Linked DNA regions of Gossypium raimondii: region 2 is linked to region 1. Evidence: chromatin contacts called from public Hi-C data. All regions are on one chromosome and are shown on one strand. Each heading gives the region's core, a stretch centred on a gene start, on an enhancer-like site or on the middle of the called end of the contact. The rest is flanking DNA. Distances are from core to core; before and after follow the strand shown. Region 1 overlaps LOC105793169 (ubiquitin C-terminal hydrolase 13). Region 2 overlaps LOC105793129 (E3 ubiquitin-protein ligase RHF2A).

What was found. A called contact is a pair of places that touch in the nucleus more often than the background predicts.
Region 2: a Hi-C map of leaf shows a contact between it and region 1, with 4 times the contacts expected there. The contact joins two enhancer-like sites. A contact is called at or near these places in 2 of 2 Hi-C or Micro-C datasets (both in leaf).

Annotation. Positions count from the first base shown.
Region 1 is chr7:37,357,083-37,361,750 of ASM2569854v1, forward strand. It overlaps LOC105793169 (ubiquitin C-terminal hydrolase 13), which reads left to right. Exons shown (of 32, transcript XM_012622097.2): 28 at 1-69; 29 at 182-298; 30 at 539-613; 31 at 708-794; 32 at 982-1,593. The coding sequence ends at 1,023. Among protein-coding and RNA genes, the nearest start is that of LOC105793169, 15 kb to the left of the region's middle. Within about 2 kb of position 2,184, the one cell type or tissue checked has open chromatin away from gene starts, as enhancers often do. A contact at or near this core is called in leaf, where this site is marked.
Region 2 is chr7:37,494,331-37,498,998 of ASM2569854v1, forward strand. LOC105793129 (E3 ubiquitin-protein ligase RHF2A) reads right to left here. Exons shown (of 8, transcript XM_052633476.1): 8 at 3,740-4,555. The coding sequence ends at 4,252. It also overlaps LOC105762080. Among protein-coding and RNA genes, the nearest start is that of LOC105793129, 7.0 kb to the right of the region's middle. Within about 2 kb of position 2,526, the one cell type or tissue checked has open chromatin away from gene starts, as enhancers often do. A contact at or near this core is called in leaf, where this site is marked.

The sequences.
Region 1 (4,668 bases), core at 934-3,433:
AATCTTGGTCCAAATGATCGCCTAATTCATGTTTACCACTTCACTAAAGAAACTGCTCAGAACCAGATGGTAATAAATTTTTTTCACATCATCTTATCTTCAGTTGCCATTTTGCTTTGCCTATTACTACTTTATCACTATTATGTTTCCTTACCAATGTTTTTGCCTCTTGTTTTGACAGCAAATTCTGAATTTTGGAGAGCCCTTTTTCTTGGTGATTCATGAAGGTGAGACTTTGGCTGAAATAAAAGTCCGAATACAAAAGAAGCTGCAAGTTCCTGATGAGGACTTTGCTAAGGTTTGTTGTACTTCCTGAATCCTAAGTGAACTTGTGCTCACTGATTTACCCTAATTCTTAACGTGTTCAACCCCTTTTCTCTCTCCTCTTTTTGGCTGGGTAAATAAAATTTGAATTGATGTATATTAGGAACTCTGATGGTGATGTATCTTGTGTTAATATTTCTTTTTAACTAGTTGTTTTTCCTTCTCAGTTATGTATTCTTCGTTTTATTTATATGAATCCTATTTGTTTTTTCAGTGGAAGTTTGCATTCCTCTCACTTGGCCGGCCGGAGTACCTTCAAGATTCTGATATTGTATCTAGTCGTTTTCAGGTGTGCACATTGTTTTGCTTATAGATATTTGAAAAATTTTCCAAGTTTCATTAGGATTTTACTCTAATTTTGGTTTTACTATACATATACTCAGAGACGAGATGTTTATGGTGCTTGGGAGCAGTATCTTGGGCTGGAGCACTCTGACAATGCTCCAAAAAGAGCTTATGCTGCTAATCAGGTAATAACCCTTTATTAAAAGTATTCCCAAAGTTTCAGCAGAAATCAGTTGATAAGAAACATACCCTAAGGATAAAGATATTCTTTAAGGCTACGATTAATCTATCTGCTTTTTCCAAGTCCGAAAATGACTGGCCTTTGGCGATGCCCGGAATAGTAGACTCTAATAAAATCACGCTTCTTTGCAGAACCGGCACACCTTTGAGAAGCCTGTTAAAATATACAATTAGGGACTATTTTAGATTTTACCTCCCTTTGGTGACATTGCACAAAAGAGTGGCACTCTACATGAACAAAAAGCAAATGACAATGTGAGGCAACAAGTTAGCACTGAAATGGCATCTGTGACCTTTGCTTGTTGATTTGTTGGATAAATGTAATTCTTTCGGTAGTGTCGATTTGAAGGACTACTTCCTTTTACGTAATCAAAGTGTGCATCTGCAAATGACAATTACGATCCGCTGAGATTTTTGCTACTACTTTCCGTCTTTAAATCGAGGTTGGTTGGTTGGTTCAATCTTCAATCAAAACGTAAATGGGGGCAAGTTGCCTGTGTAATTTGTCAGTACATAAACAAGATTTTGATTATAAGTGAATTTATGTATACACAGTATAGTTGGGAGAAGGTTGTGATTTTTGCCATTCCCTTTGGTTGGTTGCCCTGATTTTGTCCATGTAGATCATCTGATGCATTTAGCATTAGCTGCTGCCCTTTGTAATGGTTGATTGCCATTCTTTTTCAAGCCTATTATTATGGCTTATTATTATTATATCTAAAGATTCTCTTCATATTTGCGCTACTTTCGCCCAACTCTGAAATCCCAATCTCAATCTCAATCATTACTGATTTCTTTTTATAGTGAACTTGTTTTTATATGGTTACAAATCTGAGTTTGGTATTATGATTCGGAGTAATCCAAAGTAAATCAAATTTATTCATAATAATGGGATATATTTTATTTTCCATTTTCTTGTTTCTCTTGAGAAATATTTTCCACTCTGTCGAAGCAATTACCTATTTTGTTATAAAGATATTCAATTTAGGTACTGCTTTTTTTTTCCGCCTACCCATTGTAGGCCTTGTCATGGTGATATTATTTTTTTATGGTCCATGTTCATGGTTGTTTTTTTTAATAATGTTATTTTCGAAGTTTATGATAAATTGTAATTTTAAATCTTTTATAAACTCTAAGGTGTGTGGTATGTGGAACTTTTTAGTGGTAGAATTAGAAAGCTTGTTTACTAACAAAACTGTTTTATACCTATAACCACTTGCTTTTATGTTATCATATTTTGTTTCCGAAGGTTGTTGATTAGGGACTCTAATTCTTTTACTGTAATTGTATAACTGGTGATTGACCACTGAATTAAACTGATTATTGATGGCCAATTCACGACTTAACTGTTTCAATATCTCCATGCCTACCTGCATGCTTAAGTTCAGATTCACTTTGTGGATGCCTGTCATCCAAGTAAATTCTCGATTAATAAAAAACGAATAGGGAAAATGACAAAAGATTAGATATATACATAGGATAAGGTGGAGATATTATATTACCTTTTTTCCTTACTGATTTTTAGTAGTATAGTGGACCTTATCTCCTCTCTTTTCCTTTTTTGTGCAGGATGTGACTTGACTTCAATCATAATTGTATTAACATGGTACATGAGCTCGGTAACTGCAGGACCAATTTTCCCTCACCTCACCTCCTATGTTGTTCCCACTTCTCACTCACTTTAGCCATATTGGTTTTTCTCCCCGATTGAAATTCAGTTTCAACTATCAACCTTTACTTTGTTTCAATGATTGCTTATTATCAGTTGTCTTTTATATCTATTAACATTTGTTTAAAGAGAAGATGGGCAAAAATTAAACAAACATGCAAAAAAAAAAAAAGGAAAAAGGAATTTGGAACTTTTATGGTACAATCATTTTTTTGGGTGTTGTTTCAACATTTGGGGTTTCAATTTAAATCCGCTAGGCAAGCCAAAGTTAGAAAATCATTATAGGGAATAAAATTGAAATAAAATTTTTTGGGTAAAAATTCAATACCGTTATATTAATTTATAGTTTTATAAGGATTTAACTGCAATTTATTATTCTTTTTAAGATCAAGGCCAGGCTGTTCTAGATTTACGGTTGCCGCAAGATATCTGTTCTTAAAATATTCGATAAGCTATATATCTTTTCTTAAGAATAGTGACATAAGTATCAAAGCTCGGAAAGTACATTTTATGGCATTTGAACTGTGAACTTGAAACTGGGGAATTCTATTTTATAGCACTAGAAGTGTAACCACAAAATCTCAAACCTCATCTTCACTTCTCACAACCATTCTCTCCCCTTAAAATCTAGAAGCTTTAAACAAATAAAGTCGTTTTTGACTTATAAGTCATGATTCATGTCAATAGGTTCAGATAGTTGCTTGTCTTAATCATGACAAGTCAATGTTTCGTTAACATCAACTACATTGAAGCGGTCCAATTTGAAACACTGTCACGTGACATAATTGGATTGAGTTGTTGTCATTTAATTAAGTCGGTGAAATTTGGTTCCAATTTTTCTTAATTATTGTTGGTCTGGAATGTTAGTAAATCTCAACACTCGAACAAAATAGGAAAAGAATTATTAAATTTAAAATAGATTGAGAGAATAAAGTTTTATCATGATAGTTAAGATATTATTTTGAAGATATTAATTGTTTTCATATTATATTTTGGTATATAAAAGACTTACAAGTAAATAATTATTGAGGTTATAATGAAGTGCAACCATTAATTTTATTTCCATTGTTGAAACATATCATTATTCAGGAAAATTAAAAAGGGTAAAACTAATAATAAAAGTTTTAAGGAAAAATGATTGACGGGGTGTTGACTGTTGATGGAGCCTTAGGACGAGCAATGAAGAAGATTGGGAAGAGGTCGAATGAACCTCTGGATTTTGGTGATTCTATTGTGGATGGAGCGGGGATGTCAATTGGCTCAAGTGAGAAAACCACTGTGTCATGGAAAGACAAGTTATTAGGTACCTTTGGCGATATTGGCTCGTCGCAAAAGGATGAAAATTTCATCTTAAATGAAGGTGATGCCATGAAGGAAGTGGTTGATGGGATACCTTCGATTAAGTTTTCTGAACGGGTTCATGATTTTATTGCACAACGGACGTCCAAGACTGTGATTGTGAAGTTTCTTGGTCGGAAGATTTAGTACCATGCCATGCCAAATAAACTTTAGTCAATATGGAAAACGAAGCAATCCTTACAGATACTTTGTAACACCTCTAACCTGTTTTCGTTGCCGGAGTAGGATTACGGAGTATTACAATACAAAGCAGAACATTTATTATCAAATAGCATCAAATTTTCTAATTAATTGTCAAAATTTATATTATTATGTAATTTAAAGTGAAACATACACTCATGGGTCTAAAATCGGGTCTACGAGGCCTTAAAAATAGTTTAGAAATAATCGGGGACCAATTAGAAACAAATCAGAAGATTTAGTAAAAATATGAAAAATTTCAAAACAGGGGTCACACGGCCGTGTGATAGAGCCCAGGCCCTGTGGCTCAAAACATGGCCGTGTGGCTACTTCACACGCCTGTGTTCGCTAACCGTGTAACTAACTGTGCCCATGTAATATAAGGCCACATGGCCATGTAACTTTCTATGCCCGTGTGAACCAACCTGCACTGAATACAAATAAGGCACACGACCGTGTGTAACACACGTCCTTGTGACAGCTCGTGTCCCAGGTAGTGTGCATCCAAATTCAACCCAAAACTTGTCATTTTCACTCCCAAATGGTTAGGTACCTAAACATACCAAAAGCACATGCATACAAGCCCTCAAAACACATTAAAAAAATACTCA
Region 2 (4,668 bases), core at 1,276-3,775, 140 kb after region 1:
ATACTCATCTCAGACATGTCAATTCATACCCATATTTGACATGTCTTTATACTGACACCTAACACTCATACCTAAGTCCGACTAACATGGTTCTTTTCTTTTTCAAGTTCTAAATTGTTTAACAATAGGTTCTTTGTTTTCTTAAGCAGGGATGATGAAGATGATTCTGTTGCCAAGATGAAGGCAGCTGAGGAAGCCTTGGAAGCAAAAGAAAAAGTAACAAATAGCTTGTCTGCTACCTGTTTTATTTTTTTTTTATCATGTTTTATAATTTTGTGACAAATTGTTCTTGGTACTCTGCAGATATTTATGCAAAATTACCCTATGATTCTATTGTATTTATACTGCATGGTTGCACCATGTATTTCTTAACTAGTTTGATAAATTTTATGTGTGGTGTTTAATTTTTCGTTATTGTCTGTGTAACTTGCAGCAAAAACCTACATATTTGAGTTATCTTTCCATTGATTATTTTAGTTTTGATTCTAAATATTTATTTTTACATTAATATTTACGACAACTTGAGTTCTAATTTTAGATTTTAATTGTGTTATTAATTTATTATTTTAAATTTTAAAACTAAATTCATTAATTTTTATATTTATTTTAAAGTTTAAATTTTCATAGCAAATTTAATTTAAATAATATTTTTTATTTATCCTTAAAAAGTATATTTAAAGTTCAAATTTTAAAAATAAAACATAATATAATATTTATCATAAAAATAAATATTATTTGATTAAAATAATTTTTTTTAAAGATTATGTTTTTAGCGGTGTTTTTGCTAGAAGCGCCGCTAAAGAAGGGAAAAGCGCCGGTAAAGGTTTTAGCGGCGTTTGTGGTAAAAGCGCTGCTAAAGGTCATGGTCTTTAGCGGCGTTTGTGGGAAAAGCGCCGCTAAAGGTCATGGTCTTTAGCGATGTTTGTCGAAAAAGCGCCGCTAAAGGTCCTGGTCTTTAGCGGCATTTTTTAAAGAAAAAGCCACTAAAGTTAGCGACGCGTTCTTTAGCGGCGTTTTTTCTGGCGCTTCTCAAAGCGCCGCAAATACTTTTAGCGACGCTAAAAAGCGCCGCTAAAGGCCTAAAAAAGCGCCGCTAAAAACCTATTTTGGTGTAGTGTTTGTAAGTATTAAAAAAAATTCATTTCTTAGAATTCAAATTTAAAAATTAATTTCTCAAATTTACCTTATATTCAAAAACACTTTTAATTTGTTATATCAAAATCTTTTATCAAATAAAGTTTAGTTTAACATTTAGTTTCTGGAATAGTGATCTGATAAGTTTAACTATCCATATTTTAGCTCAAAACAATCTTGAAGGTCCCCGTGATAAGGTCAAAGGTCCTGTTGTTTAAACTTGCTGCATTTTCTGGTGAGTTCCTTTTTGCTTCCATATGTGTGTAATGCTTTTGTTTATACCTTGTGTGAGGTAAGTATTCATACTCTGAAGGGATGAAATGTCTGTACATGAAAGGTGGTCATTCGGAGTTGTGAGTCTAGTGCTGGTAGGTCGGTATTAAAGAGTAAGAACTAAAGGTGATCATGGGTCGGGCCGGGTCAGGTTTGGATTGGATTGGGCCCAAGTAAAAAATTTAGGCCCATTTTCTAGGCACGGGCTCGGCCCAAAAAATGGGCCTAAAAATTTTTCCTAACACGGCCTAGATAAAAATACTAAAACCCAGGCCTGACCCATCTCGCCCATATTAAAATTTTTTATATTATATTATATTATATTTACATAATTTTTAAATATATAATACATCAAAAATACTAAAAACATTAAAATAAATATTTCCGAACAAACTGAAATTAAATTTTAAAAAATATGTATACTTAAATAATATTAAAATAGATGCAACTTAACAAGAAAATTTCTCTAAAATAAAAAAAATTAACAATAAAACAAGTTTTATACAATATCCAAAAAATAACAACATAATAGTGAAATGGTAGCAAAATAGGAAAAAAGAAGAAAATATCATTAATATAATAATAATAATAATAATAATAATAAAATAGCAGATTTTTTTGTCATTTAGTGAATTTGGGCTGCACCGGGCTCGGGCCAAAAATATCTTACCAGAGGCCCGACCCGTTTTTAAAGCGGGCCTTATTTTTTTGCCTAAGCCCATTTTTGAGCCTATATTTTTGGCCAAACCCTCCCATTTTTCGGGCAGGCCTTCAGGTCGGGCCGAGTGGCCTATCTTATGAGCAAGTCTAATAAGAACCCTCCTTCGTGCTTAAGCCACTACCCACTCTTCTGACAAGAATGATATGGCCTAAAAAAAATGGAAATAAACTCATGGCGATGCCTTCAATGGAATAAGTATTGAACTAACAGATCGCGATACATGAAAATGGTCATGTAGCCTCTAGTAGGGCAAGAGTCTGTTGCAAACCAAATTGACAAAACATGACAAAGGAATATGAATGAAGTAAATGAAATTACTACGAAAAAGGACCTGGGTACATAGCTAACATGAAGAGGGTGGTCTGTAAGGTCAAATGGGCGCAATGTATACGCTAAAGGAATAGTAAATTGGCATATAATATATCTATGATTGGTACTCGTCAACTGGCGAACTCTGTGACTGTGTTTGAGTTCAAAGAAATTGCTTGAATTGTTAATGACTATTGGAATGTTTTCTTTTGAAACTCATTATGTTCTTTTGAACTTACCTAGTTACCTTTCCTTCTCAAGCTTGTTACCGAAGTAAAGGAAGTGCTTGGACTACGCCAGAGGACGATTGTTATCATGAGATTTCTAATGTTTTATATTATGCATGACATGAGGTGATTTCAAGGTGTTTAATTTTGAAGAATGAAGTTATATTCAAACGTATGATTACGAAACTGAAGTTTAATGAAAATATATTCAAGTATTTATTATTTTAAAGTGTACTATTTTATTTAGTCTTGAACGGCAAATGATTTAATTTTTTTTGCACCAAAAATATTCTAAAATTAAGGATTTTAACATAGTGATACGTCATTCTTGGATCCTCCTTAATAATCGGGTTTGAAAGTTACATGAATAATAATGATTCTCTACAAAGAAAATACGAAGATGAATAGTAAAAATTTTATGCAAAGAAAAGACCAAGATGAATAGTAAGGATTATCTACAAATATTCTCTCAAAAAATATACAATACGAAGATACATAATAAAATTTCCTGCAAAAGTTGTGTTATGATAATAATCAGAAAAATAGCAATTTTATAGGCAAAAGAAAATATTTGTAATAATGTAAAGGATCAAATTCCAATAAAAACATTGTAAAAAGTAAAAGTCCCTATAAAAGACAATAAAAGATCAGAGATTCTCTTGAACGCCCAAAATTTTCAAAAATTCAAGTTTTTTCCTAGAAATTTAAATTTTCAAAATATTAAATTTTAAATTTAAATAAAATATTACCTCCATCCATCCTTTAATTTTTTACTTACATCCACCCTTAGATCTTTGAGACTCATTTGGGAGCAAAAATACAAAACCAAGGCTGAATTTGTTTTTTTTTTTTAATATTTCATCTTTTACTTCCATTTTAAAAATTAATTTTCTAGTTGTTGATTTTTTTAAAATGAAAACAATTTTTTTTTTGTTTTGTTTTAAAATTTTAAACCCTTTGTACGGAGCCTAATTTTCCAAAAGAAAAAAACGAACGCCCATGTATTAGGCAAATAAAAAATTTCAAATTAACGTACCGGTTTATATATGCATAAGTTTATAGAGTAGGAATGATGTTGAAAATAATCAGAATGCACCATTTATTTAACAGAATACCTAAAATTCGTGTGTGCTTGTTAAAATTACGATCCTCATGAGGTTCCTCACATCTTCAACACTTGGGTGCCTAGCTAATATACAGGGCTTCAAATCATAAATAAAGTTAAAGACATAAGCTGATTTACATACTCTCCTCCACTTTTGAATATATGAACTTTTCTGCTTTTTCAGTATCTTTTCTTCTCAATCACCCAACTGCTTGCTTCAGATGTCTAACTCCAAGGATATTGAAAATGGCTTCAGAAGGGGCAAAACATCCAACACAAACGTATCTGGAAACACTCCATTTGACCCCACATTAGACATTCATGAATTACATCTACTACAGTTGCCAGGTTACTGAGTACATCCAACATCGAAGTAAACATATCTACAACACGAATGTAGATAATGGAACCATGCAAGAAATTCTCAACCTCTTGGTTTACCTTCGACACAAAACCACTTTCACTTGATGCATAGCCGGTACTTACTTGGAAGCAGAACTTGCAGCACATGAAGCTTGGGCACTGGTCTCAGTCAAAGGAGTTTCTACACCAGCATCTACAATCTGGTGGTTATTTGATTCTGGATTAGACCCATCTTCCAAAATGCTTGATACAGTAGGACTGGCAATATTATCTCTGGTTTCTACAGGCTCTATCGTGCGCAAGACTGTTGCATTGCTGCCATCATTAACCTCTCCCCTAATTTCAAAACCCAGACCTGCCATGGAAGTGTTGCGAGAGAAAAATCTCTCCTTCCAACCCCTTGTACTCTTTGAAATTGACTCTCTGTACCTTAAAATGATCCATATTTCAAAAGACAAGTGCAAGTCTATAATAAATTATGTAAAATTAAAACATCAAAATATCACCCATGTTAAAACCTCAAATATTTCCTACGG